4 separate regions of the Danio rerio genome follow, and all the other regions are linked to region 4. A link is a contact called in public Hi-C, HiCAR-type and HiChIP or PLAC-seq data. All regions are on one chromosome and are shown on one strand. Each heading gives the region's core, a stretch centred on a gene start, on an enhancer-like site or on the middle of the called end of the contact. The rest is flanking DNA. Distances are from core to core; before and after follow the strand shown. Region 1 holds the start of slc15a2 (solute carrier family 15 member 2). Region 2 overlaps gli2a (GLI family zinc finger 2a). Region 3 holds the start of inhbb (inhibin subunit beta B). Region 4 holds the start of gli2a (GLI family zinc finger 2a).

What was found. Hi-C and Micro-C count contacts between places; a contact is called where the count stands out from the background. HiCAR-type assays count read pairs that join an accessible place to other places. HiChIP or PLAC-seq counts read pairs in DNA pulled down with a chosen protein or histone mark.
Region 1: a Hi-C map of hematopoietic stem cells shows a contact between it and region 4, with 2.4 times the contacts expected there. The contact joins the promoter of slc15a2 here to the promoter of gli2a in region 4. A contact is called at or near these places in 8 of 18 Hi-C or Micro-C datasets (caudal fin, embryo, fibroblasts and 3 more) and 3 of 4 datasets of contacts at active chromatin or transcription factors (caudal fin, embryo and gastrula embryo).
Region 2: a contact with region 4 is called in an H3K4me3 HiChIP or PLAC-seq map of gastrula embryo, with 3 times the contacts expected there. The contact joins the enhancer-like site here to the promoter of gli2a in region 4. A contact is called at or near these places in 4 of 18 Hi-C or Micro-C datasets (embryo, fibroblasts and an unstated tissue) and 3 of 4 datasets of contacts at active chromatin or transcription factors (caudal fin, embryo and gastrula embryo).
Region 3: a HiCAR-type map of caudal fin shows a contact between it and region 4, with 10 times the contacts expected there. The contact joins the promoter of inhbb here to the promoter of gli2a in region 4. A contact is called at or near these places in 10 of 18 Hi-C or Micro-C datasets (caudal fin, embryo, fibroblasts and 3 more) and 3 of 4 datasets of contacts at active chromatin or transcription factors (caudal fin, embryo and gastrula embryo).

Annotation. Positions count from the first base shown.
Region 1 is chr9:39,025,474-39,033,013 of GRCz12tu, reverse strand. It overlaps slc15a2 (solute carrier family 15 member 2), which reads right to left and starts at 2,009. Exons shown (of 23, transcript NM_001039828.1): 1 at 1,909-2,009; 2 at 1,331-1,377; 3 at 389-476. The coding sequence starts at 1,924.
Region 2 is chr9:38,998,851-39,006,049 of GRCz12tu, reverse strand. gli2a (GLI family zinc finger 2a) reads right to left here. Exons shown (of 14, transcript NM_130967.1): 11 at 4,066-4,230; 12 at 3,657-3,938; 13 at 2,140-2,476; 14 at 1-1,855. Among named protein-coding and RNA genes, the nearest start is that of slc15a2, 29 kb to the left of the region's middle. Within about 2 kb of position 3,774, at least 5 of the 62 cell types and tissues checked have an H3K27ac peak or open chromatin away from gene starts, as enhancers often do.
Region 3 is chr9:38,672,927-38,680,547 of GRCz12tu, reverse strand. inhbb (inhibin subunit beta B) reads right to left here and starts at 3,343. Exons shown (of 2, transcript NM_131068.2): 1 at 2,490-3,343. The coding sequence starts at 2,889.
Region 4 is chr9:38,847,232-38,854,962 of GRCz12tu, reverse strand. It overlaps gli2a (GLI family zinc finger 2a), which reads right to left and starts at 2,675. Exons shown (of 14, transcript NM_130967.1): 1 at 2,322-2,675. LOC141376175 (a long non-coding RNA gene) reads left to right here and starts at 7,245. Exons shown (of 7, transcript XR_012385557.1): 1 at 7,245-7,425.

The sequences.
Region 1 (7,540 bases), core at 760-3,259, 180 kb before region 4:
TACAACATTAACAGACTCATGTCAGATTACACAGATCAACAACTGGTCAATAAAATGCAACTGAATTCTCTCATCATAAGTAACAAAGTTCAGATACACTGTAAAAAAATGAAAAATATTAATTTTGCAATTTAATTTTGTATTAAAGTCATGGAACAATGCGTTTTTCTTTTTTTATATGTATGCACTTAGTATTACATTTAAGTATGTTTATTTGGCATAAAATATAATACAGCTAGCATTACACAAATAAAAATTAAAAACTGGAAATCAACTGCAAAGGACAGACATTCCACTAAATCAAGATCGACCTTTAACCTAAAAGACAATTTCAGACCACATACAAGTTTATACAGTATATAATGCTTTTAAATGCCTTTTTCATTACCTTTCATTCCATAGTAAGAGAATCTTTCACAGAACTCATTGACCACAATGAAGGCAATGCTAACTGGGTAGTTAGTCCCACATAATTTCTGTGCACAAAAAAAAACAAATAGACATGTACAGTTTTTGTTGAAATAATCATTTTTTTCCCCATTCAATACAAATGTTAGTTTTAAAAGGTACTACAAGTCATACATTTACAAGTACTCAGGACAAAGATTCCACAAGTGACAAAATGGTCAAATGCTTTGTTTCTGTAATACTGTGTGTCATATAACATCAGCTATATTTTATAACAACAATTAGGTCAAGAGGAGAAATGTATGTTTTACATATCATGGTGAACTAAAGCCGGTAATTAAAACAACAACAAGCAATTGTTAATTTAAAACATTGTTTACAATTTACAATAATTTAATTAAACTATTATCAGAAAAAAGACAAATGTGAATGCATATATATTTCTATATGCATACAATTATGTAAGATCGTAATCTTAATATAATTCTTATTAATATAAACATATACCTATAAAATGCCTTAAACTATGAAAGCTAAATATTATCTGAAATGAAAACAATGCAATGTCCAATATTATTTTAAAACTGGCATTTTATTCTTACATTTATTCTAACATTTTATTGGCATTTATTCATTAATATGAAAATTCTTACATAAAATCACAAACTGATTTCAATAAATAATAATAAATCAATCTTGAGTAATCGGTTATATATTTTTAATTAAAAAAAATAATAATAACAACAATTTTTTTTTATATATATATACTCTGTTTACACCATAAAATTATAGCCTTACTTTATGTCATCTAACATTTGAACATTCACAATATTCTACTCCGGGCCTAACTGTTCTGTCTTTAGCAAATACCCCATATTTCACAACGTTTATTGCACTTTCCAATAAAAAAAGTTGAACTCACCGGTGAGCGCTGTGCTTTTTCATATTTCTCTGCATCAACATCTTTGTCTAAAACAGTTAAAATGAGACAATAAGAGAGAATTAGTTAATACAAAAGTTTATTTTGGAATTCGGTAAATTTCAATATAAACTCAATATTGTCGACCATAATTCATCACTATATCTGTGTCTACAGCCAGCTTCACTCTAGCCAACAGAAACCAGCAGCGCAACTATATTTGTTTAGGCAGTTGGTTGAAAAGCCCCTGCCTCACTGCACGCAAGTCTGTAAGGAACTCAACAACATTGTTTTTCCCACAGGCGCCACAGTTTACAATCTTGTCGAACTCATCGCTTATTTTGCAGTACATCAAATTTTGCTGTTGACATTATTAAAAACGTGACATGTGCGCGTCGTAGAAATAGTTTAAACCTTAACATTGACCCTCACAACAGTTGTATACATTGAAAACGTTGCATAAAAAGTCGATTTGTGCCAAAATGTAAAAAAACAGACACGTCCAGCAGACAATTTAACGATTGAGAAGACAGAAACACTGCAACATAAAATAATAGCAACTGATGCATAAAAACAGTTACCCTTCATTTTCCCCATCTCTTCAATGAATCCAAGTGTGTACTTGGACACTCAACGAGTGGATTCCTGAACACGCGGCCAAGTCCGTCCCTCCACAGAGACTAAAAAGTCGTCCGCCTCACGCTTATGTTAAAGCTGCTGCTAAACTTTCCCAGGTTAATATATTACTTCATGACAAAGAATAGCAATCCCAGACCGGGCGGGTCGAAGTGACACGAGACCCGAAACACATGCATCAGATTATACGGTTTATGCGGGAGCTTCCTACTCCTAAACTGTTAATATATAACGCGCTGCAGATGTCAATTAGCAAAGGACAAGTTTTGACTTCGGTATAATTCCAATCAAATGTATTTTCGCCGAGTTGTATTTCAGTCTTTTTGGGTTGTTATTGTGATAAAAGTGCCCTAAACCCGTGCAGCTCTCACTTCCCTCTGCAACAGGCGGAGTCATTCAGCATCTAACGGAACTACTGGTGGTCAGATAAAGTAAATAACGGTTACTTCAGCTCAGGGGACCAAACTTTTTTCTTATGAAATGCCAAGAGCCAACCTTGAACAAGACATGGTAATTTCCTAATTTAATAATGTTTACAAATGAGGGCATCATGGTGGCACAGTGGGTAGCATAATCGCCTCACAGCAAGAAGGTCGCCGGTTCAAGCCCCAGCTGGGCCAGTTGGCATTTCTGTGTGGAGTTTGCATGTTCTCCCTGTGTTAGTATGGATTTCCTCTGGATGCTCTGGTTTCCCCCAAAGGCATGCGTTATAGGGGAATTGAATAAGCTAAACTGGCATAGTGTATGTGTGTGAAAGAGTGTGTATGGGTGTTTCCCAATGTTGTGTTGCGGCTGGAAGGGGATCCGCTGCGTAAAACTTATGCTGGATAAGTTGGCGGTTAATTCTGCTGTGGCGACACCTGGTTAATAAAGGGACAAAGGCGAAAAAAAAAAATGAATTTTTACAAATGTCTAAAAATCATACTTTATATTGTCTAATACAGTATTTTATTTTTCACATTTTATAATGTAAATAAACATTTTTAATTTCTTACAGTAAAAAACTAAATAATCTCATTTATAACAGAATTACAGTAGTTTTTGCCTTGATATGCTCATGTCTTCGCATAGTCCTTTATCCGTCGAGTGACAGTATTTACATTTTATATAATTCAGATTCAACATTTAATTGAAACATTTGATTTCATTTTTATTTTTTTTTTGTAGCTCAGCAATAAAACAAACAAAAAAGTTACATTAAATTAGAAATGATGATCTCTGTGTTAAAGACAGCACAGAGTTTTCTCAACCCTCTCCATCATACTCGCTCTCCTCAGGTGGGATTGTGAGCCAAATAAAAGGTTACAATGGGCCAATTTTGGCCTGCGGACACTACTTTGGGCATTTTTAGCTTATTGCTAATTGTTCATCAGTTAAAATGTTTCGCAAATGAGGATGAGTTATTAAGAAGAAAACAATCAAATAATTAACTTATGAGAGGACAATAAAATTGAAACATCGTTACAAAAACTTCCTCAACAGCTAAATGTTGTTCTTTTATTCATCTAATCATTATGAAAAAAAAAACATATGGTTTACACAAATTAATAAGGATATTATTATTAAGGTACTATTTCTTGAGCACTAAACCAATATATTAGAATGACTCCTAAACTGGCTGCTTAACTGATGCACCATTACAGAAATGCATTATTTTAATATATACATTCCCAGTCAAAAGTTTGGGGTCTGTAGGTTTTTAAATGTTTTAAAATAAGCTTATCCTGCTCACCAAGGCTGCATTTATTTGATCGAAAACACAGTACAAATTGTAAAATTGTGAAATGTTGTTGCACTATAAAAAAAACTGTTAAAAAGTAGTTTATTGATTATAGTAGTTTAGTGATTTTAAAGATTAATTTTCAGCTTTATTACTCCAGTCTTCAGAGTCACATGATCCTTCAGAAATCACTCTTATAATTATCATTATTGTAATTATTATCAATATAATCATTGTGAATGGTAATTAAATAAACTAATGGTAATTTAATAAATGCCACCTTAATAAACAGAATAATTTTCTTTAAATAAATAAAACATGAAACAATTAAAAACCCTACTGACCCCAAACTTCTGACCGGTAGTGTATATTTTTAATTAGGCTACTTTAAAATGTTAATATTATTTCATATTATTACTCTATGTTTTTTAATAAATGTAACCTTGCTGAGGTCTGACTAGCTTTGACATACAAAGACCAAGTGCCAACACATTTGATCAAAATTGAGTTAAAGCATATAGGCTTGCATACAGTGTGTTCTGTCTGGTGGCAAAGTCTCCTTGTTTAACTTTGTCCCGTCTCAAAAAAAAAAAAAAAAAAAACAAGAGTGTGAAAATTGCAGTATCTACAAATCTCTACAGCTAGTGTAAAAACTTTAGAGGCATTTTGTTTAGTTTCAGTGTTTGCGTAGATAAGAAATTTGCATTTGTAGAGCTGTACAGACCTCCAGACCAGAAAAATCTACAGTGTTATGTAATTGGGCAATAAATAATTAAACACAAAGTCTATTGCACAAAGCATTATATATAATGTTATATATAATAAACTTTTTTTTACTGTTGTATCATAAAGCAATTAAGGAGGATTTTGGGAAGATCTGATTAAAGTCACATAAAAATCACTGTAAAGATATTTAAGAAGCAGACTGATCTAGATATGGTGGCCAAGTTTAAAGGTCCTCTTTGTTATTTTCAACTAAATCATTTAGGACAGCAAAGCTACATAATTATAAGTTTGTCTCAAAGGGTGTGGCCAATGTTAATGTTTGTAGTGAGTATAATGATTTTTCTCTGCTTTTTACTAACCCTTTCTAGAGCAACACCCCATAAGCATCACTGAAAGACTGCTTGTGTATTATCAACATGTATTTATTATAACTCACAATTGTGTTTTTTTTTTCAGATACAGACAAAAACTTTATATTTGGAGTCCCATACAACCAAACCAATATGGCTTTTATGGGACTCCTTTCAAAAACAAAAAGCAAACAAATACATTGGTCAGCTAATTGTATTGAAAAAAAAAATAACTGCAGAAAATAGGGGAACTGCTAAATGCAATCCCGAAGTCCTCTTTTTCACCACACACACACACACACACACAACTCCCACACTGCTGACATCTTTAAATTATAGCTCTACAGCAAAAAGTCATCTGCCTTATGCAGCTTGTCACGTCAAGAGTAACCACTCAAAACCCCAGGACACATTTGCAAGTTGCAACAGTTCTCACATCATATCTTATCTTATCATATCATATCATATTTACTGATTTAAATTTCACTCTACTGTGGTGGCCCAGGGCTCTGAACTGTCTCATCATCTGAAGCAATGTATCCACAAGTACTCTTATAGATTCACGACACAAACTTTTGAGAAGATTAACTAGTTCTAAGCAATTCAACAACACTATCAAAGATCTGTTACGGTTACAATAATGATAAAGTACGTTTGTTATGATTTGTAATGATAATTCATGATTACGAAAGCCTGTAAAGTCCACTTTTACCCACCAAGTAACGTCGTCAGGATAGCATGGGGCTCATTTTCTGTGACGATCGCGCCATCTGGTGCTCCATCATCTCTATCAGAGGTAAGGATCTCTTCAGGACCAGGCTTTCGAAAACGCTAAAAAATCAAATTTGAATTTACTTTCTTTCCCACAAAAGAATTTAGAGAGTTACTGAATATTTTGAGTTACTGAGTGAGTGTTAATGAATTTCATGCTTGCGCCAAGAATGGCTCCAAACAACTTTGTTAGATAAAGTCAGTAGCAGGTGTGAATCTATGAATTAAATTGTTAGAAGTTCTGTCACAAAATTATATAGTTATACATCAAGTAGCTTAAACGACCATGTCCTTTAAAATAAATTCATTATGACGTGACGTTCTTTGCAGTGTTTTATAAGTTGTTTACAGTTTATGCAGAAATGTAATTTGTCATAATTCAGAATCAGGCTACTCACCCTCATGTCGTTATAAAAACCCTTAACACGTTTATATAACAGAGAAAGCAAAATTCAGAAAAATCTCCTGGGCACAATTTCAAATAAAACTGACTAGGGCAGTCAAGCAAGACAATTATAAAAAAGCGCCTGTGTTGCCAGATTGGGTCGACAAATACCATCCACCAGTCTATAAATAAATAAACTAATTTAAATACAAAATTTTTGAAATACCTATTCACACTTCCATCACGAAAATAAATAAATAATGATGACAGGTTATTATAAAAGTTTAAACTTAGAATAGTTTTTTGGCAATCTCAAAGATGATGTCAGTCTTTAATTCTGAGTCACTGAGTCAATCCCTGGTATAGAGCATCAGATATACTGGGAAAATGATAAAGCAGCATTCACATTCTTTTATTAAAAAAAAAAAAAAAAAAAAGCTGCATATCCACACAGGATGTGTGTCATAATCAATGGGTCATGACGTATCTGTGCGTGTCTGTCCAAAGCTTTAGTTCTTGTTTATTTTAGGTGTGTTGTGATGTCTAAATAGCAAGAGAAAATTAATCAGTCGTATAATAATAGTCAAAAGTTAAAGTCTATAAGAAATCAGAATATATTATCAATGGACACCTTAAATAAAAAAGCATTTAGAGATTCACTTTACTTTTTTTAATTGTTGAGGCTGTTTTAAGAGACAATATTCAAAATTTAACTTTCCATGTACAAAAATAAATTTTTCACAAGTTATTACCCTCCTGTAATGCCAGACCCACTGATACCAAATGTAGACTATATCCGGTCAAAATCTAATACAGTAATAGAGTAGGTCTATTGCTTAGACTCCTTAATCGTCATCCTTAAATGATCAGTGAGAATGAATACAAACACAATACAGTTGAACTTTGTATCTATTGTCTCATGTTTACCTGGTCTTGTGGAACTGGTGGCGACACAAAAGTGTTTTTCATGTGATTTATCAAATCAGAAATGCTGCTGTAATCTGGAAAAAAACAACAAGAATGATTCATCATTTTACAAAAGTTTCCCCCATCTCAGCTGTCAAAAGGTCTGGTTTGATTTCTGCTTTCTCACAGATCTCATTTCTTCAATTAGACATCTTTTTTCCTTTCTTTATAGTCATTTGTCTATTGAATGCATGGATGGATGTTGGGTGAGAATACAATCTGGCAACAGTGTTGAAGTGCTTATTAATGTAAAGAAAATCAATGCAGTGACATTACAATGCTGTAAAACAGGTTTTTTCTAGACCTCAAAAACAAAACCCAAGTTGGTGTCACAACTAGCTACACCATTACTACACTTCCAAAATTCACATTCAAAATAACATAATATTAAACATTACACAAGTCATATAAATGGAAATACAGTGCTCAGCATATATAAGTACACCCCTCACTCTATCTTTTAAATTCATATTTTTAATAGGAAGCTATACAATATTACATTTGTGCATATACATAAGATTAGTCAGTACTGAAGCCAAATCTGGAGCTTATCTAGCAAAATAACTTACGAAAACAGCCCAAAAACTAGCACACCCACATTTATATGTTATAGAAAAATATTAAATACAAATTTAAAAAAGAGGAAAAATCAAGAAAGC
Region 2 (7,199 bases), core at 2,525-5,024, 150 kb before region 4:
GTGCTGGTGACCTGGTTGACACCAGGAGATGCCATTGTAGACACAGAAGCAACAGGGGCTTGGTTTGTGCACGGAGACATGGGAGAACCATAATCAATGCCGTTGTCCAACATATGGATCTCTCCTGAATAGTACATAGTGCCATTCCCATTGCTGTGTTGACCGACTTCACCTGGTCTCTTTGGGCTAGCTTCTGAGGAGTTGACATTGGACAGGGAGCAACCGTTTGGCTGAACCATACCTGAACCTGAGTGTTGCCTATTCAATGGTTTGGGTTCGGACGGAGGTCTGGGCTGTATCAGTCCTCTGCCTGCATTCTGAATAGCTGTCTGAGTTAGAGGAACGTAATTTTGCTGATTGATGTTATTCATATGCATCAAGTTTGATCTATAATTCTGGAGCTCCTGGTTTTGCACCACTCTCCCATTGGGTGGGCCCATGCTATTGCATATTAGGCGTTGATTGGAATTGTAACTAAGGTCCTGCCGGTTTACTTGCTCACCGATATTCTGACATGGATTGGAAATGGACTGGCGATACTGCTGGACAGTGTTCATCCTCTGGATGTTTCTCTGTGGATAAGCCTGCTGTAGACTAGCCAGATTCTGGCTCATTGGTACAATCTGCTGGTTTGATCCAAATCCTTGATAAGAGCCAAAGTTCTGCTTCTGCTGAACAACTGTCAAGTTCCCTCTGAGTTGTTGTTGCTGTTGCTTTGGAACCCTTGAAACTGCATCTGCAGAACCAGAACTGACCTCATTCCACTGCACAGGCATGTTGTTTTTGTTCATGCCCTGCGGATCAGCTATTTGTTCTGGAACAGGCTCTACGTGACTTCCATTGATGCTTGCCATGCCCATTCTGCGTTGCCCATAGAACTGTTGTTGTTGGGAGGTCATATTACCATGGAACTCTAGAGCATGACCGCCATTGACAGAAATCCCAGAATCGTGATTTGAGTTACCATTCTGGGACCTGAGGTACTGTACCATGTCATCGGGAAGCACCAAATCATCCCCTTGTTGATCTCCTCCATCAGTGGCCATATTTTCCATTAAAATGTTCTCTGATATGCTAGGTGGCCTTTGGCTGAAGGGATGACGGTGCAAGCTTCCATCAGACCAAGTGTTGTTCTGCATGTTGAAAGCACGTCGATCATATGCAGGCAGACGTGATAGGTTCATGTTGCTGATGCTGTTGAACCGCTGAACTCTTGGCAAGGAGAGTGGGTCAAGAGTTGTACGACGAACAGGATCGCTTGCTCGTCGTGGAAGATTGGCCGGAACTTCATGAGGCATTATGCCAGGGGCACCGTACCCAGTGTCGCTGCAGCGTCTTGAGTTGACTACACCTTGGGCATGGTGCAAATGTGCTGAACTGTCCTGCGAGTCATTGTACATGGCCATTCTAGTTTTAAGGCTCATGCGATCCATGTTGGGCAGAGGTGTTGGTGGTGCACCCCCAGTGGCTGCAGCATATTTCGCCTTAAGACTGTAGTGTTGAGCTGGTGTGAGATTTAGTAAACTTGGGAGCCCACCTGTACCACCACATTGGCTTGCTTCACTGGAACGACGTGACAGATCTGTGGAGATCGGGTCATAGGAGTCTGCTGAGCTGACATTGTTGTTGCGGACTCCAAATTGCGAAGCCTCACTTGAGCGACGACTGGAGTAGCAAGGTGAAATGCCAGAGGACCGACGGCTTATATATGCTGAGCTCATTGTGCTGGTGGAGCTATCTCTGCGCTCATGTAGCTGATTAAGCATTGTCATCTCATATGAAGACAAGTCTCCTAAATGCTGGGTTGGAGGTACAGACATTTGAGTCCCTATATTTGGAGCGTCCAGCAGTGAGTCTAAAACAAAGAGTAATGAGAGTAATGTTAATTTCTGAGAATGCAAACTTGAATCCCAACCACTAAAGCAGGGTTGTCCAGTCCTGTTCCTGGAGATCTACCTACCTGCAGAGTTCTGCTGAAACCTTGATTAAACACACTTGTCAGTAATTACCAAGCCTTTCTGTCAGATCCTACTTAGTTGGTTTAGTTGTGTTTGATTAGGATTAGAACCGAAATCTGCAGGAAGGTAGATCTCCAAGAACAGGATTGGGCATCACTACACTAAAGTTATAAATACTTACCAATAGAGGGTATTGGAGGCAGCTTGGTATTTCGGACTTGAGGTGGTGCATTTGCCCAGGAGCAGGAGTCTCGTACAGTTTTTAGTTTTTCCTTCTTGATGTGCTCAAGCTGTAGTAGTCCCGCCCTGTTTTTACGCAGCTGGAGACCAACTCCAGCAGAAGTACCTGGAGAACCGGTAGAATCGACTACAGGTGTGTCATCTAAAGCACTTAGGTCCCCCAAACTGCCTCCACTGTGCATGGCCATCTCTACTCCACTGTCATTGTTGGTGGCACTGCCAAGTGGCGATGGCTCACTGCTACATGACGACTGACCACCAGGGCTGGACTGATACATCTACAAAGAAAAATGAATGAGAAAATGTCAATTCCACTGAAATTTTCTCACTGAATCTCAGTAAATTTGCAGAGGTAAAGGGAGAGTTTACCCAAAAATGAAAACTGTCACCATTTACCCATCCTCCGCTTGTTTAAAATATGTTTGAGTTTATTTATTCTGTTGAACACTGATATATTGTTGAAAAAAATCATTGTAAGTGACTTCCGTAGTATTTTTTTGTAGATGTTAATGGCTGCTTTTTCTCAACATTCTTCAGAATATCTTGTTTTGTGTTCGCCAGACGAATGAAATACATAAAAATTTAGAACCACTTGAGTGTGAATAAATGGTGAGAAATATTTATTTTTGAGTGAACTATGCATTTAGGGTGAAAATAATCATGCAAAATGAAATTTTCTTGTTTTTCTTACTTGTAGCTATTAATTTCTAGCTCATTGTGCACCTACAGAGCTTACGCACATACTGAGGAACATATTTAAATATTCCTATGACACTTGAAACAGATTGGGCATTAAACATAATAATTTTTTAGTCCTACAAACAATGCGCTTTTAACAACAACCACAGGACACATACTGTTATAGCAGAAGCACTGTTGGCCTCTATCATAGCACTAGTTGTATTGTTAGATTGAATCTTTAGCAATTAATCCCACATTGACGTTGGGTTTCGAAAACACTTATATTGCCATGCATAAAAAGACACCAGTCCATGTTGCTCACCTCAGTACAGTCTGTCCATTATTTTCAAAGAGAAGCAAGTTAGTTGAGAAGAAAGGAAAGGGTTAGTGTATTAGATGAGGAAATGGTTAGTACATTAGTTTGAATTCTGCATTAAAAGCATTTTATAGTCTACACAATCTGCACATAAACAGGTTAAAGAGCATCATCAACTTAAAATAGCATCAGCACGGAACAGAATATGTTGCTTGACCACATAAAAGCTTTGTTGAATGGATTTGATAGACTTGAATGATTTTGATAGTTCAATAACATACACTACAACAATAACCAAAGGTATTCTGCTTCAGCTTCTCTCGCATTGAAGAAACTCCCCCAAAACAAAACAAAACTAGGAACTTGTGGTTACCGTTAATACCGATTCAAGTCAACAAATCTGACAGAACATCTCAACAGTGATGTAATCGCATGTTCAGAACAAAACAGCCTCTTCTTACCACTGTGTTTTCAGTCTTGATCGTCTTGACATGTTGGCAGTCCTCCACGCCTCTGGTGGTGCTGTTGGCCTCTCCTGACCCATCTGTTCTCCCCCTCACATGCTTTGTGTGGGCCTCATTTTCTCCATTCCCTTTAGGGGGGTGAGGTTTCGGCGGTGCATCGCCGCGCTGCTTCTTAGTGACATGTGCTTCTGGCCCGTGAACAGTCTTCACATGCTTCCTGAGTGAACTGGGGTCTGTATAACGTTTTGTGCAACCTGGGATCTTACACACATATGGTTTCTGCAAAGAAGTGACAGATAGCTTTCAGAGTGCAATCAAATCGGATTTAAATCAAATCTCTCGGTCCCAGTATCTACGAGATGGGAAGCAAAATGCACATCAGCAAACAGATGTTGAAAGCTCAAACCTCATTGGAGTGCGTGCGGTTCTGGTGCTTGGCCCGGTCTGAAGCGTTGGAAAAAGCCTTGTTGCAGCCCTCGTGCTCGCATACGTAAGGTTTCTCCCCTGTGTGGGACCTCAAGTGAGTTTTGAGATTTTCCAGTCGAGAATAAGCCTTCGAGCAACCTTCAAACTAGATGGCGGGAGTGAGAGAAACAGAAAAGACGTCACGTCGCTTCTCATCAATCTGAAGCCAAAATCAAACAACTTCATAAATGAAGCTCATAAAACCTGTCAAGAAGTGTCTGGGTTATGTTTCACACATAAAATGTAAAATACACAATTATACTTCACTTAAAACACAATGGACCCCTTTTTGAGACAGTTTCTTGGCAATATTTAAATCATAATAAAATCTATTTCTGAGACATTTCTCATCACTGTAATAAAAAAAGTATAACAATTAGGAAGGGGATGCTTGAAGGGGATGTGCATAAGGTGGCACATGTCACGAATATGAATGAGATTCTATGCACGCTTATGTCAAATTTATCTCAGTTCTGTCATTTTAAAGGTCCTGTAAAGTGCTTTTTTATTCGATGACAGAGTAGCTCATCCCCTTTTCAAAAAAGCAGCCAATAGCATGTTTTATCACCGCTTTGCCTGTGAGAGTGGTCGAGTTCAAGCACATCAAATGAAAAGCAAATGTGTTGAAGTTGGCGGGACATGTCAGATACTAGAGAGCATTTGATTGGTCAACATTTGATGAGGAAAAAAAAAAAACATTGATCCATTTAGGCGGAAAACTAAAAGCTTTACATGTTTATATCGGTTTTATATCTCCTATATGTGAATTTTGTTATTGTTTTGTATAACACTAGCTTATAGATTTCCTTGAAAACCAACATACTGATATTAACATCTAAAAATGTTATTTTAATTTCACTGGACCTTTAAATGCAATGATGACATCATTTGAGATGTCTTTATTATGACAACTTGACCAACAAAAAAAAAAAATCAAAAAGTCTTTGTCATGACAATCGGACATTATCAAGACAACTTAATAACACAAAACATGATTGTCATGAGACCAATTTAGTTTAGTTTTATAACACGTCTTGGCCTCAACTACAGTATCACTTTTTGAATTTGACATTAAGAGTGCTTTCACACCGAGACTTTTGTCGAGGAACCTGCCGTGTTTTCCCTGTTATCGCAGTTTGCTTGGCATATGTAAATCCAGCCATCGTGCTCGGATCCTTGCCAAAACAATCGGTCTGAGATCACCTGAATAAGGTGGTCTCGGCTTGATTGAAACGAACTCTGGAGCGGATCAATTGTAGTGAGAAAGCAAAGAGATAAAATGAACTGACGAACCTGGCTATATCACAGTATATAATGAATATGTAATAGCCATATAAGGCTATATGACGAGAGAACGATGAGTAGGGCGGGATGTCATACCTACCGGTAAATGTGCGTTTCATATCAAATACGAAAGTGAAAGCATGCTGAACCATCAATGAGAGCTGTTTATTGGTTAGAAAATGCATAATTCTAGCCAATGGCTATGTATGCGAAAGTTTTACATCTGATTTATATTTGGGGGTCTGTAGGTGTCACCATTCAAAATTAAAGTGCAGATTTTTGCTTATAATGTCTTATTGCTCATTGTCATAAATAAAAATAAGGATGCGTGACAGCTGAGCAGGACAAAGCAGTAAAATAAACCGTAAAACTCTAACCAATGTGAAGAGAGTTTACTCGCACGTGACTTGTTTTAGCTATTTTGGTCTCTTTAGAAACTTTGCAATGTGAAAGCGATTTGCACCAACAGCAAAGTGCAACAATTTTAATCTCCGATTCGAAACAAAACAATCGATATACAGGTGTGAATGCACCCTATAATGTCATACAATATAGATAAGGCTGCTACAGTGGCTGAGAGAGCTTGCCGTGCAGCAATTTAAGATAACACACACAAATACAAAAAACACCAGCAAATTACGAAAAGATTATCCCTAGTTTGACAGCACACCAGCTTCAAATCCTCACTATGCAAACACATTAAAAACGCGTCCCATTTCACCCATTACAAACATTAATAAAACAAGCTGCATTTCACACAACACAAAAAGAAAGAAACACAATGGAAATGTTTCAAGGGGACAACACCAACGTGACGAACGCCGCTGAAGATGTAGGAGATCTTTGAATAGTTTATTAGCCTATATAACCATACCCTCTATAACCAGGTCACACTGCAAAAAATTATTTTCTTACTTTGATTTCTTGTCTTGTTTCAAGTCCAAATATCTAAAAATTCTTGAATCAAGAAGAATTTTCTAGACAAGCAAAATAATCTTGTTTTTCCTCTTGGCATAAGATTATTTTGCTTACCCCATTGGCAGGTTATTTTGCTTGTTTTAAGGATAAACTCACTTAATTTTGACATATTATTCCTGAAAACAAGACCACATGTTTTGCTTGTCTAGAAAGTTCTTCTTGATTAAAGAATTTTTAGATATTTGGACTAGAAACAAGACAAGAAATCTAAGTAAGAAAATCCTTTTTTGCAGTGCACGTATTAGGGTCTCCTTGAAACATTTCTGTTATGTTGTGTGAAATGCAGTGCGTTTAATTAATGTTTGTGTTGTGACCAATTGCTGCGCGTTTCTTCAGTTGTTTGTGTTGTGAGAATTTGCAACATGTTGCAAAACGGTTCTTAATTTGCTGGTGTTTTTTGTAATTTCATGTGCTTTCTTAAATTGCAGCATGTTAAGCTTTCTCGGCCACCGTACGCTGCTGTAATACTGAAAATATGCTGAAATACTTTCAGGAAATTTTAAATGACAAATTCATTTTGTTACACTGAAAAAGTGGTCAAAAAACATTCATGACAATAATAACGGGTGAACTATTCCTTTAAGATAGCATCATGCCATCAGTTATTATGATCATTCTTCTGTTTAATGAATTACTGCAGTTTCTTATTCATAATAGTTTCACTTCTGCATAATCCACCAGCCACTGAGGAAAAACAGATCACAATAGATAAGCATGAAAAGTGCTAAACATCACAGGTGCCTCTGCATGAGTCTATAGGCTTTGTATAGATATATTTATACTGACGGTGTGTGTGTGTGTGTGTGGAAACTT
Region 3 (7,621 bases), core at 2,094-4,593, 180 kb after region 4:
CAGGGTAGAGCATGCAACACGTGAGGCAACCCAATTGCCTGCAGCTGCAGTGATTTTACCATTGCATACCTCACACATTCCTCTTTTTGTACCTCTGAGCAGAATGGATCTAAGGTTGTCCTAATGCTATGCCCTGGCTGGCAGCCTTCACTTAAGGGGTTAGCGCCAGCTGGCCTTGAGGCAGATGGGGGTTCCGAGAGCCAGTTTCAAGATGCATTGCTGCTCGGTGGTTCAAAGGTGTCGTGAATAATAGGGGACACTGCAAAGAGGCCTGAGAGCTTTGATATTTGAAATGCATTTTCAGAGTAGGATATAAGAAGGCCATCCCCCCCACCCCTGCCTCTGTCACCCACAACGACTCAAATGTCTCATGCATTATTCTGAGTGATTTCTTTTGTTTTCTTTTGTTGTTTTTGTTCACAATGTTGACATATTGGGTTTAGCAAGAACGCACAGTACTCTCTCAATAATTGCCTTCTTTTGTTGCGCTGTCATGAGTGTGTTCAGATCCTTCTTATTGGAGCAAGAAGTTCGGATAATGTCCAAGCTAATTGTGCTGCACGGTGTGTGCGACAGGAAGATAAAGAAGCCAGTTTTACAAGCTTAAATGAGTGGTGTCAAACTGAGATATTGGAATGGTTATGATAAATGATTATAGTCTACATAAATTCTACTGTTATTCTTCTATTGATGTTAGTTTGCACATGCAAATTTTGTATTTGATCTAATAATGACATAAATTACATATATAATAAAGGTTAACTTTTTGACACTTAGCAGCAGAATGTAGCATACAAATTAGACCAAACCACAAATCTACAGCTGATAAACTGGCTCATAGAAAGAAATCCAATGCTTCATCACCTTGCCCTGGAACTAATGGGTAGTTGTGCTAGTTACAGGGTTTCCACCCTTGTTGACTAATGAATTTCCATGACTTGTTCAGGCATTCAGGGTTACTGCATAAGTATTTTTAAAATACTTACTACTTCAGTAAGAATGTATTGTAATAAATGTATGCTTCCTAAATAAAAGGTGTCTATTTTTATTACTTTTAACAAAAGTTTTTATGGCTATATTGTCTGTTAATAAGGCAAAAAGGCGTGAAACTGTTCTTGCCCTCTTATTAACAAATTATCTGTAATACTTTGATTGCCATGTTTTTGATGTTCTCTTGGCGTTCCCGTTCCTGGTCTAGTATTTTAATTGCCTCAACACCCACCTATCGCAGGTCATAATTTGACAGACTACTCATTATTTTCTGTCAGCATATCTATCTAATTGTATGTTTTGAGAGGGTCATGTATTCTAATTGCTCCGGTTACATCATAGAAGTTTTAGAAGATGAAGGATGCATGTCTCATTAACCCTCCAAAACTCACTGTAAAAAATCACAACACTTGTGTTGTAAAGCACTCCACTGTAATGTCATTTTAATTTGTTTACAGTAAGATTCTATACTGTAACGTCATGTAGCATAGCAACAACTTTTCCGTGGAAAAAGTGTACTTTTTTGGACTATTCCAAGCCAAGCTAAGTCAGCTGCCTTTGAGGTAGAATTGAAATGCATCATAATTAATATATCATAAAATATCATAGTTAATTGCTCTTTATGAGGGATAGATATACAGAGACCAACTGAATACTCTGTTTCTCTGGATTCACAAGATTTATTAGATCTGAGATCTGTATAAGATCTATGAACTTTTCCAAATTTCAAATAAAAATGTTGTCTTTTTAGAGCCTTATTTTCTGAAAATGATAATTGGTCAAAAAATTGTTTTGATTTAATAATATCTAATATCTAATAAAAATTAGCCCATTTGTGTGGTTTTGCTTTGAAGTGAATATACATGTCTGAATAATGCAATTGTGGCGTCCTTTTTGCTATTTTGAGCAACAAAAAAGTCTTTAAATGCTTATAATAGATTTGGAAGAAATTCTTCAGTCGTTTTCAGAATAAAACCAAAATGGCATTTTACTCAAACACAAAACAATATATTGTAAATACAGATAAATCAGTGAGTTATAATTACTTTTAGATGGTACCTCATACAAAGTCTATCACGTGTATATAGGTCCCATCTCTGTTAGGATGCTGTGTATGAAGGCATAGACGGGTTTTTGGAACAGACCCATGAGATGTCATGGCTTACTAAAGACCCACAACCAGGTCGCCATTTACTGACACCATTACTAATACTTTAAGGACAGATCATTTGACCTGTACTTTTAAATTGTATTATTTGCAAATGTGATAAATCCCGAAAACTTTAGTGGTTATTAGCCTCCACCCCTTAAAATATCCGCATGAATTCAAGATATTTAAATAATTAGATATGTTATAGATAAACGTTATATTATATAATTTGCAAGTGAATTAAACATTACAGATTGTCCCAAAATACGAGATGTGCTAAAATGTACGTTAATTATTATGTAACTAAAAAGGTATACACTCTGTCATGTAATAAGCTTTTCATACACACCTGATTCGGCAAAACTGATGATTTCCGACGTTTCTTCTTGCACCTCGTTGTGGGCAGCGTGTCCATCTAAGTTGGGGATCTCAACCCTGCCGTCCTCCCTAACTTTACCCGCGTGAAGTTTGCGCAGCGCCGTTACCATGGCGGCTTTGGGAATGGGATGAGTGATATTTGGTCTCTCTCTCATCTGCAGTCGGTTCAATATGTGCCTTTTAACCGCTTCCAGAAAGTCTGTGTCCATTCTCCCCGAATCTTCCTGATGCCCGAGTCCACAAGACACACACTGAGACTCCTGGGAGCCGGTCTCCGCTCCCAGACTACTACACTGAACCGAGAGCAGGCAAGCCATCAAACAGGTTACAGAGAGGATGGAAACGCTCATTTTCATAAATATCGTGTCCATACAACAAACAAATCAGTTCATGAACTCCTACAGTTAAAATAAACTATAAACAGGACTGAGTTGTACTTCCAGCAACCTCCTTTGACAGATGTCCGTTCATTATTAGGCTCGCGGTCATTTTTGTGAGACGTTCATAGAAAGAGTTCATAGTATCGTCCGGTAAACGCATTGATAATAGCGAAATCTTGTCGCGAAAATGTCAGTCCTCGAGTTAAAAAGCGCGAAAATGTCTCCTCATCATCAAGGTACAGGACTAACTGATGTGTGAAGAGTCAAAACAAACCGATTGCTATTCCTTTAAAATTCAGTGTGGTCAAAAACAAAATCTTGCTTGAAGAGAACGATTCACCGTTTGTCTGTCCACCGAATTCGAGTTGTTTCGTGCTCCTCTTCTTTTAGTAATGTAGTGTTGCGAGTTCTTGCGCGTTTCTTCAGCCTCAGGAGGGATGTTGTCCTTTGGTCTTTTCTCTCGTGTAATAATCACGACAATACAGCACCGCGCTGAAACTTTTTATACTTCAAACCACGTGGGACGCTCGACCAACTGGACGCCAGATATTATGAGCTCGAGCAGGTTAAAGAGCGCTCATGACCGCTGGATATCTCTGCGTGTGACACGTAACAGCATCGCACATCAACTTTTTTTTTCACTTGGAAAAGTAACGTTACAAGACTTTAGTGTTTGGCGTATAATGAGACAGAAATCCGCTTCTTTCGCACAACAGAACAATGCATTGAAGCACAATCTGTGTATCACTAGACTGACCTTTTAAGTCATTTTATGATGTGGTTATTACTATATGTTGTCATTATTTTAAGTTATAGTAATAAAAACGTATCGTTTGATGAAGATTATATTGTCACCCACATAGGAGTTACTGAAATATGTTTTCTAAATAATGCATAGCCTACGCGTTTTAAACTGCTGAAACATGTTTTAATACATTTTCTCAAGTGTGCATTTATTTTGTTTATCAATACAGCCGTTTATTTCTGTTTAATAGGGTTATGTATTGCTGATAGGAGAACTATAATGGTCATTTTTCTGTCGGTAATATAGCGCCATCTATTGTTTCATCGCTTTAACACAGTAAATAGAAAAGTTTTCTATACTGTACAAATAACTGCATATAAATATATTTACAGTTTGAATGCAAAAACCTTCTAAAATAAGCATTTTTCTCCGACTCCTGTGTGTAGGCTCAGTAATTGTACATAGTGCCAAATAAGTTTTCTTCATTACCTTAAAAGTGAAATAACTGACATAAAACATTAACTAAAATAAAAGAAAAAATTTTAGATGGCATTTAGAGGTTTTTACATTTGATTTCTTCATATACAGTTGAAGTCAGAATTATTAGCCCCCTGTATTATTAGCGCCCCTGTTTATTTTTTTCCTCAATTTCTGTTTAATGGAGGGAAGATTGTTTCAGCACATTCCTAAGCATAATAGTTTTAAAAACTTATTTCTAATAACAGATGTATTTTGTCTTTGTCATGATGACAGTAAATAATATTTTACTTGAAATTTTTCAAGACACTTCTATACAGCTTAAAGTGACATTTAAAAGCTTAACTAGGGTAATAAGGTGCACTAGGCAGGTTAGGGTAATTAGTCAAATTATTGTATGATGATGGTTTGTTCTGTAGACTATCCAAAAAAGAATTAGCTTAAAGGGGCTAATAATTTTGTCCCAAAAATGTTTTAAAAAAATTAATAACTACTTTTATTCTAGCCGAAATAAAACAAATAAGACTTTCTTCAGAAGAAAAAAATATTATCAGACATACTGTAAAAATGTCATTGCTCTGTTAAACATCATTTGGGAAATATTTAAAAAAGAAAATAAAAATCAAAAGGGGGCTAATAATTCTGACTTCAACTGTATATACAGTGTGTGTGTCTTTGTGTGTGTGTGTATATATAGACCATTTTGAGGGATGTAAAGAAAAACAATGGTCTCTATATATTTCCTGTTTTACATTTTTAATTTAATTGATATCCTCCACGAGAAAAAAAAGAGTCACATATCAATAAATAATGTTATGATAGCTGTTTTAACTTTAAATTATGGTTCCCTCTTGTTACAATTATATAGTTTAATAAAAAGCAGGAAATGCTTATGGGCCATCATTTTAAACTGTAGCCTATCAATTTTAATGTGATTTTGTATTCATTTTGAGTTTTTTTTTCTTATGTATTTTTATGGATTTTGAGTAGTTTATTTTTAAAATCTTTATACAAAATAATTATATATTTAAAAAAATATAAGTGGTATTTAAAAAAGTGTTATTTTATAATAACATAATTTATTTTTCATATAGAGCTTTTAAAAGTAGCATCTCAAGGAACTTTACAGACATAAAATGTGCAGCAGTAAAAGACACAAGGATGAATGCAAAAAAGTAATAATAAAAAATAAGTAAAAACACAAAAAAATAATAGTCATAGATTTTGTAATTATTAGAATGCTAAAATGTGTAAAATTGTGTTTAGGTATATTATCATGCTTACACTTTTTTATTTGAATCTTACCATATTATTTTATTAAATAATGTATTGTTTATAATAAATGCTTGAAATTTATTTGAAATGTGGGGCGTCATGGTAGAGCAGTGGATAGCACGATTTCCTCACAGCAAGAAGGTCTCTGGTCAGTTAGAGCCTCAGCTGGGTCAGTTGGCATTCCTGTGTAGAGTTTGCATGTTCTCCCTGTGTTCGTGTGGGTTTCCTCCGGGTGCTCCGGTTTCCCCCACAGTCCAAAGACATGCGCAAAGGTGAATTGAATAAGCTAAATTGGTCGTAGTGTATGAGTGTGAATGCAAGAGTGCATAGGTGTTTCCCAGTGTTGGGTTGCGGCTAGAAGGGCATCCGCTACGTAAAACATAAAACATGTGCTGGATAAGTTGGTGGTTCATTCCGCGGCACCAACCCCAGATTAATAAAGGGACTAAGTCGAAAAGGAAATGAATGAATAAATATTTGAAATGTGTGTGTGTGTGTGTGCCACATTTTCTATTAAATTATGAGGTTTAAATACTGCGTTTATCGTGACATTTTTAACACATTTTTTTTTTTGCTACATTAATTGTCATCATAACCACACTTTTTGATGTACCAAACACATTTCCTAAAGATTTAGAATAAAGAATTTTTATTCTATTTTTTAAAATACAAATCATTACATCATATATACATAATTATTACAATATATAGTTTTTTTTATAAGGAATCTGTTAAAGTTTAAAATTAAAAACTGTAGCCAGCTGTCATTTATTAGGCAAATAACAAACTGGCCAGCACCTCAGTCACTGTCCTCAGTCAGAATTTGGCCATTTTAATAATAAAAAAATTAAAACACAAATGTTGCATGTTTCCCCACACAGCTGGATATTGGACTGGTGAAAAATAATTGTTTGCATTGGTCAAAACTGATGAGCTGAAGCAATAGCCAACAGAGAAATCCCAAGCCTTCTTTAGTGGGTTATTTTCACATGTATGATGGCATAGTATGGCTCAATTGTATGTCTTTCGCGAAAACCCGAAGTCCCCCTGGCCACAGGCCCGAGGTTAGCCTACAGTTAGTCTCCCCTCAAATTAGTTGATATACTGATAGCAGTATTGATTAAAATACAGAGAAAATGTGTAGATTATCCAAAGTTTGTGAGATAGTTTGAAAAGCAACACAATACGATTTGGTGTAGTAGTTCCCTGCATTGTCAGAAGTCAACATAACTATATTGTTTTAAGTGACAATCTTTGTCGCCCTCAAGTGGTAATAAAAAACACTACATCCATATAGAAAAGTATGTCCAGGTTAAAAATTATCTATAAGAGCAGCTTACTTTTATTTTTATTAATTAAATTTGGAATTATTTTCACAGCCGAACCAATTGCAGTTATTTATTACAACATGTAATTTAATACAAACATGCTATCAATTTAGTACTCACGTTTTACATCCTGCTATTAGTTATATTTTAGAAATAATAAACATAACTATGCAATGTAGGTTTTTACCGATATGGGTTTTAAGTCAAATTAGCACTAGAACACATTTTTAATTGTTGCAAATGGATTACATATTTATTATGTAATTCATCACTTATTAAAGCATACTTTGAGTGCAGCCATCGTGAACTGATGTGAAGACAAGAAACATAATGTGCAAAGTGTGCATGGTGCTACTGTTCTGCCAGCATCAGTCATTCAATAAAAGCAGTGACAACACAGCAAATGACAAAATGGAACAATATTTAGATTGATGATTTCAGTCAGTGATAAAATGCAAATGATCAGTTTTGACTGATACATATAACTGAGACATATCAAAAAACAAATCACAAATAAAATGCAAATCTGTGTTTTTTTAGTAAGTGTGATTCACAGTTGAGTTATCTGATCCCAATATCTTATTTATAGCACCAGAGTATTTACTAGCCACATACATTTTTGTCTCTGTTGTTTAGGCATGGGCCGGTATACGTTTCTGACAATATGATAACCTTGCATGGAGTCATGGTATGACAGTATTGTAATTACCGCTCTAAAATAAGTTCTTTTTAAATGTCTGCATAAAACAAAAGCAACTTTTCCCCCTTTAAACACAGTATATTTTATTTCAGGAAACATTATAATATTTTGGAACAGTACACACGTCAGGCTAAATAGTTGAAATAAATAATTGACTTCTGCTGTCTATATAGTTTCAAAAACATAGATTTATTTACA
Region 4 (7,731 bases), core at 1,426-3,925:
TTCAGTACTGACTAATCTAAGGTATATGCGCAAATATAATAGTGTATAGCTTCCTATTAAAAACGTGAATTTAAAAGATAGATATGTGAGGGGTGTATTTATATGTGCTGAGCACTGTACATGATGGAAATGTCATCATCAAATAAGTATGAGCATAATGCATGCAGCCTGATTTTTGTAACCACTGTTTTTTGCACTATAAAAATCCCTGAGGCGGGGTGTTGTTTCAGCTGTAAAAGAAACTGATGAGATGCAACAAGAACAACAGAACACGACTGAAGACAAAACAATGGACACTCACCATGACAATTGCACGTGTGAGGGTGTTAAAAGCTACCTGCTGCAACTGTAGGTTTTATTGCTCAAAATTTGAAGAGAAAAAAAAACACTCACAAAAAAGGGATGAATCTTTTTTAGTGAGGATGTGTGAAGCATGTTTTGAATAAGTAAAAAAAGACATGAGTAAAAAATAAAGCATACTTTGGGGTGTAAGATAAGCAGATTAAAAAAAAAAAAAAACACTAACAAGATATCACAATAACTGCATTTAAATACTCAAAAACCTTATAATGATTTAAAAAGTAAATTATATTGTATTTTTAATATAGGAAACTCATTTTAAAAAGTAATTGCATTGTCTTGTCTTGTCCTTGTCTAATGCATGTGCAATGTCATTCAAGGTCCCCCTTTATGAGTGTTTGTTAAAATCTCCCGCGGAATTCCAAGGCTGAGCGGCCATGATTTAGGCAGCAGGACAAGAGGGAAATGTGTGAAAATGTGCAAAGCAGCAGGAAAGGAAGATGAAAGTGACACGGTCGACCCATGTTTCAGAAGCTGATGACCGTAGCCCAAACCAGGCTGAATAATCTGAATAGGCCATCATTTTTTTCTTCTTTTTGAATCCTTTCACTCGCTCTGCCTCTGACTGCTGGCGCTTCTCATTCTACACAATGGGAAATTCACTAAGACCTTTTATTCTTATGCTAATGCTCTCAACTGGGCATCACATTAAATTTAACACATGCACACACTTTTCTGTTTTTCAGGAAAACAAGGCACACTCTTGGCGCACTTTTTTTAGCCAATCCTTTAAACACACAAAACTAAATTTACATAATAGTTTAGATTTACTACAAGATTTTATATAGAGTTACTGACAAGTAGTTGTTTGAGCTTTTTTTTTTTTTAACAGAAAAACCAAAGAAAAGCCCAGAAAACATAACACTATCTCTAATTAGTTAAACTGCTTTTAGTAAAATTAAAGACATGCATATTTAAAAAAAAAACTTGGGAACTTTTCAGCTTAGTTGTACAAACTGTGCCCTTTTACATTTACATATCGACAATCTTTAAAGGTAACCAGACTGTTATTCAATTCAAAATAGTTTTTTTTCCTGTACAACCATTAAATTATTTTCATGAAGCAGGTTAACAAGACGATTTTGTCAGCGTTCTACAATGATGTGTAATACTTTCCCACATAGCCAACGATTCTTGTGAACCGGTTCTTTTGGGAAGAACCGGTTCTTTTTGGGCGCGAAAAGAGTGGACTGATTGCTGATGGAATGACTCTTCTGAGTCGGTTCTTTTAAGTGATTCAAAAGCATACAACGCGATACTTGAGGTTTGATGTGAATGAGTCGTTTACTGAAAGAATCTAAATCACTTTTTTGAACTACAAGCTATTTCTTCTTTTTAAGTGTAGAATATAAACTGTTAATAAGTTATGTTTAGGAAACTTAACAGTAGTTTCTACGTGAATGCTCGTATGCCGCGATAAATAAACACATTGCGTTTTGTTGAAGCGGTAAAATCTGAACAACAGAAAAGTCTATAAACATTCCTTTAACAGTCTTATTTCATATATGTTGAGGATTAAAATGATCGCCATTAAGCAAAATACTGATGAGAACAAGATAAACAACTATTCAGCTATTTCTTTAGTAAAATACTAACGTTAAACGAATCTTTACCAGCTCCAAATGGACAGGAATCGCTAAGCGGAATTCGAATCAGAAACAGACTCGCCAGAATCTTTACGACTCACATCCCTACCTGGGACACTTGAGAAAAGTTTGAAATTGTCAAAAATCCCAAAGTATATACCACAAAGTGATGAAAAGTGATGTACAACAACAACTTTTCGTCGGCATGAACTTTGTCACATTCCTATACTAACGCGCTAACGTTAATGTCGCGGCAAATGAAACAATTGAACAATATAAATGAATAGTTAATACTGTCCTCCAATGGAGGATCGTGCACACTGTGGACAGTAGAGCTAAAAGTATATAAGAACAAAAGAAACGTAGAGCATTTACCTTCTTGGATGATGTAAAGTTCGTCAGTTGCTCAGTTGTCCAGCGTGCATCCGAAAAACAGCGAAATTGTGCTCAAAACAAAACTGCAGAAAGTGGCTTGGACTCTGTCACGAAACTCCATCAGCGATTTATTCGGAATCAAAGCAACGGCGTTCATGAAAAACTACATCACTCGCGGACGACGAAGCGCTACAGTTGCATCTCGCAAACTTTGACGATCCATCACACACGATACTTCAAAAGACTGTAGTTACTCACATTAAAAAGTAATTTAGCAGTCAACACTGCAGAAATTCACCCCAAGCAAGTTTGTGAAGTCGACAGTTGTGATGTGCGGTGGGAGATCTGTTGGCGTGATTTGTTTTCAATCCGATCTGCCCTCCTCTGTCTCCAGTCTCCACTTCTCCCCCCAGTTCTCTGAGTTTGGGCCACTCTCTTCACCAGATGGGCCGGGTTACATCAAACCAAAGGTAGTCGAGGCTTAAGAAGAGTTTGTTTTCAAGTTTCACTGGAGATTTGCTAAACCGTTGCTTGAGTACGGTTAATGTGGTTGTAAATAAATCTAAGAACAGCTTTGTTGAGATAACAGCTGGTAAACTAGAAATAGTGGGTTATTGCAAATTTAAAACATTTTTTTTCTTTATAGATTCAGCACCATTTTAAGTCAAGACATTTTTTAACTAAAGGCTATTACTTTTTGAAAGACTTCACTAAACATAAATAATAAGTTGTGGAAAACTTGTGATTTATTTTATTAAATTTAAAATCTTTTTTTATGATTATTTAAATTAAATAAATATTTTTGATTTATTAATTTAACATTTCTTTCAGCAAATGTATGTGATAGCCTACTGCAGTTTATTTGAATTAGGGTAAATTATAAGATTATTCAATCAGACAAACTAAAAACCCTTAAAGTTTTATGGTTTGTAAGTTATGCAGTCCAGCATTGCAGATCAGAAAATCTAACCACACTGCCAGTGATCCAGATGAAAAACAGTTTAAACTACTGCCAATGATAAGAGATTAAAAACAATATAACAGTTAAAACTACCACACTGCTAATGTTAGAGATGATAAACAATATAACAGTTTAAGAGATGATAAACAATATAACAGTTTAAGAGATGATAAATAATATAACAGTTTAAACTACCACACTGTCAATGTTAGAGATAATAAACAATATAGCTAATCGTTTAAACAAGCCTATTGCTGGATTTAGCTGCCAGCTGGTTCAAGACGGTCTCCCTGCCCATGCTGGTATAATGCTCACGTGGTTTAGCTGAGAGGTCAACTGGTTTTCAACCAATAAAACCATCAGTCTGGTTTAAATGTTTTTTTTTTTTTCAGAAAATGTTTTTTTTTTTTCAAACGATAAACACAATACAACGACATCTAGTGGAAAAAGGGGGTAAGAACCAATCATAAAGTTCTAAATAAAATAAAAATATTCCAAAAATCTTTTTCACTATTAAAAAACTTGATGGGTGTCAGTGAATGCTAGGTAAAAACTATATTCTTATAAGTCCATTGGATTTTGTGTGAATTTTTTTTATGTTGAATGAATGAATTGATCAATTAATGGGTCTATCTAGCAGCTAATTTAAGATAAATCTGACTCTATACTTTTTAAACAGCTATATATCCATAGGCCTATGAATTACAAGCAGTTCTGATTTCATGTATCTATATATTCATTTTCCTTCGGCTTAGTCCCTTTGTTCATCAGGGGTCACAACAGCGGAATGAACCGCCAACTTATCAATGTCCTTCCATCTGCAACCCAGCACTTGGAAACACCATGCATTCAGACACATACACTAAGGCCAATTTAGTTTTGTTTGGATTGTGGGGGAAACCGGGGCACCTGGAGGAAACCCACACCTCGGGGAGAACATGCAGACTCCACACAGAATCGACAACTGACCCAGCCAGGGCTCAAACCAGCGACCTTCTTGTTGTGAGACGACAGTGCTAACCCCTGAGCATCATGCTGCTCCTATATATTCATATATTTGTAAATATAAATATTTTATAAATTATACAAATATCTGTAATTAATTTGTACAGGTAAAACGGTAAAAAATGCACATATTGCACATAAATCTATATGTGTGCAAATATAACTTCTTCTTGTATTAGGATAACAAACACTCTTTCTACACCAGAGATGCCCAAACTAGGGCCCAAAGGCTATTTTTTAGCCCTCCATCCCATCTGAGAAGAGTGGGAGAATAATGGGGAATTTTGTGACTTAACAGAGATTGTCATTTTTAATTCAACATAGCTTTTGTTTTTTAACTGTTGATCTACAAAAAAGCAAACTGAAATTTTTTTCAATTAAATGTTTTGATCGAATCAGATGAAAAAAATAAATAAATAAATACAGTCATTTGATGGATAGCGACCATTGCAGAAGATACCTTCAGCAAGCTAATCAAGGCAAAATGTATTTTTGTGTGTTATAAATGGGATTATGTTTTTTATTGTCAGATGTTCATTATAAAATGTAAAAAAAATGTAATCATTAATACAATTAAAGTATTTTAAATGTAATAAATTATAGTAATAATTAAATTACAGATTAACTAAACTAGCCTGCTTTACTGTAATATGGTACAAAAATCATTAAAGTATTTAATGTAAATTATTATAGTATTTGTTTCTAATGTGGGTGTACTAGTACTACTGAAAGACATTTGGTAGGAGGCTATGCTGAATGGACAGATGGATGGACAGATGAATGGACATTCCGGTGTGGATTGCTACACCGGAATGAACCACCAACTATTCCAGCATATGTTTTACGCAGCGGATGCCCTTCCAGCTGCAACCCAGTTCTGGGAAACATCCATACACACTCATTCACACACATACACTGCAGCCAGTTTAGTTTATTCAATTCACCTGTACCGCATGTCTTTGGACTGTGGGGGAAACCAGAGCACCCAGAGGAAACCCACGCGAACACGTTGAGAACATGCAAACTTCACAGAGAAATGCCAACTGACACAGCGGGGAATCGAACCAGCAACATTCTTGCTATGAGACGACAATTCTAACCACTGAGTCACTGTGTCACCCCCACATGAAACAATATTACAATAATGGATGTATTACAGCAAACTGCATACTCAAGGTTTTACAACAGTAAACTGTGGTGTATTGTAATATAATATACCCTATAGTTGTAGACTCCTATATTGGGTAATTCGTTTGTATTTCTATAGTTGTGTTACCATATGACCTCAACAGATTAAATCACTCACTTAATGGTTAAAAACACTACAGTATTTACTTTAAATTTCTATTGTTTTTTTCTGTACTGAATGTACTTCTCTACTGAAATGCATGCAGGCTGCCTTAAAAAAAATTAAATGGAGGCATTCTCGAGTAGGTATAGTCCGGTATATGTTTCTGCCAACCCCCCAACTTTGTTTAAAACAATATATTTAATTGTTCATACTCTGCTGTATTCAAAAGCACAGATTTCTTTAAAGCACAAAAAAGCACATAAAAAAACTTACATATACCTAGGAGCGGTGTATATATATAGAAAAAAAAATTGCGGTTGATGCTAGTTCCATATATTGTCTCGCATAACCCCAAACATGTATCTTTTTATACATCTCTGTCATACAGGGTTTTGAATTAGATATTGTCTCTTGATACTGTCTACTGCAAAGACATTTTGTACATTGTACATTATGATAGAAGCTTTAAAGTATAAATCATTAATTTAAAATAAAAAATCAGGGATGCCCCAAATGGATTCTTGAAATTGATTAACATTGTCTCTTTCTCTGACTGTACCTTCTGTCTGTGCTAAAAATCAACCAAATGCCAATGCTGATAACGCCATCTAGTGGTATATAATATACCTTAGATTCAGTCCAGATGTTCAGACATACTATAACAACCTATTGATTGATTCTTTCATAAATTCATTTATTCAGTCATTCATTTTCCTTCAGTTTGGTCCCTTTATTCATCAGGGCTCACCACAGCGGAATTAACCGCCAACTTATCCGGCATATGTTTTACACAGCGGATGCCCTTCCAGCTGCAATCCAGTAATGGAAAACATCCATACTCATTCACACACATACACTACTACAGCCAGTTTAATTAATTAATTCATTCATTCATTCATTTTCTTTTCGGCTTAGTCCCTTTATTCATCAGGGGTCACCACAGCGGAAGGAGCTGCCAACTAATCCAGCACAATTTTTTACGCAGCGGATGACCTTCCAGCCACAATCCAACACTGGGAACCACCCATACACTCCTGCAATCACACACATACACTACGATCAATTTAATTTATTCAATTAACTTGTATTTGGACGAGGGATGAAACCGAAGCACCCAGAGGAAACCCGGGAGAACATGTACACTCCACACAGAAATGCCAACTGACCCAGCCGGGACTTGAACAAGCGACCTTCTTGCTGTGAGGCGACAGTGCTAACCACTGAGCCACCGTTTCGTTCGTTCATTCGTTCATTCATTCATTCATTCATTCATTCATTCATTCATTCATTCATTCATTCATACTTTTTAAAAGTTAATTAACTTATTAAATATTCTACTCACTCAGGACTGTTAGTATTGTACAACAGTTGTAAGTTAGGCACACTGTAAAAACTGCAGAGTTCCACACAATTTATTCATGTAGTTGTCCCAACACAAATTGATTAAGTTAACGTAGCACTTTTAACAAATTTATGTGGATTGAACATAAAAAGATTAAGTTGTCCCAATGAAATCTCAAGAATTGTGTTATTTCATCTTATTTTAAATGAGTAGTTTGAATAAGCAAAAAAAAAAAAAAAAAAAAAAAAAATGAGTGTGTCAACCTGGTGTCAACTTTACCATTCAACATTTTACAACATTACTCAGTCATTCCATCTGCTTGCCGAAGGGAGGCGCCAAATATATGTTGAAGGTAAAGGTTTTGTTTACCTGCATTTTAGTCTCAAATGGCAACAACGAATATATTTTTGTTGTTTTTGCTATTTTAGTTTCATTGTTTTGTTTTAAACACCGTCATCAACCAGAACATTAGTTTCCAGATGCATATTTGCTATGCTGTATGAAGGTACGTCTGTTAAGTCTCATAAAAGTTTAATCTTATTTTTTCTTCGACGTAATCTTTTGAAATCTAATAGCATTCGAGTTATTTGGAAAAGTTGAATGTTTAGGGTTCTCATTTTGTGTTTTAGCTTAATCTTTGTAGTTTAGAGTCAACTTTGTGTTTGAAAGATCTTGGTTAAGGCCGACCACTGTTGTAAACCAAGAATAAAGGGATCCCATGTTGGTCATTGTGGTTTGGTCAAACTGAATGCTGCTTTACGTTACTTTCCTGTCTTCTCAAAGAACATCATGTAAATATTTACAAAGCTTG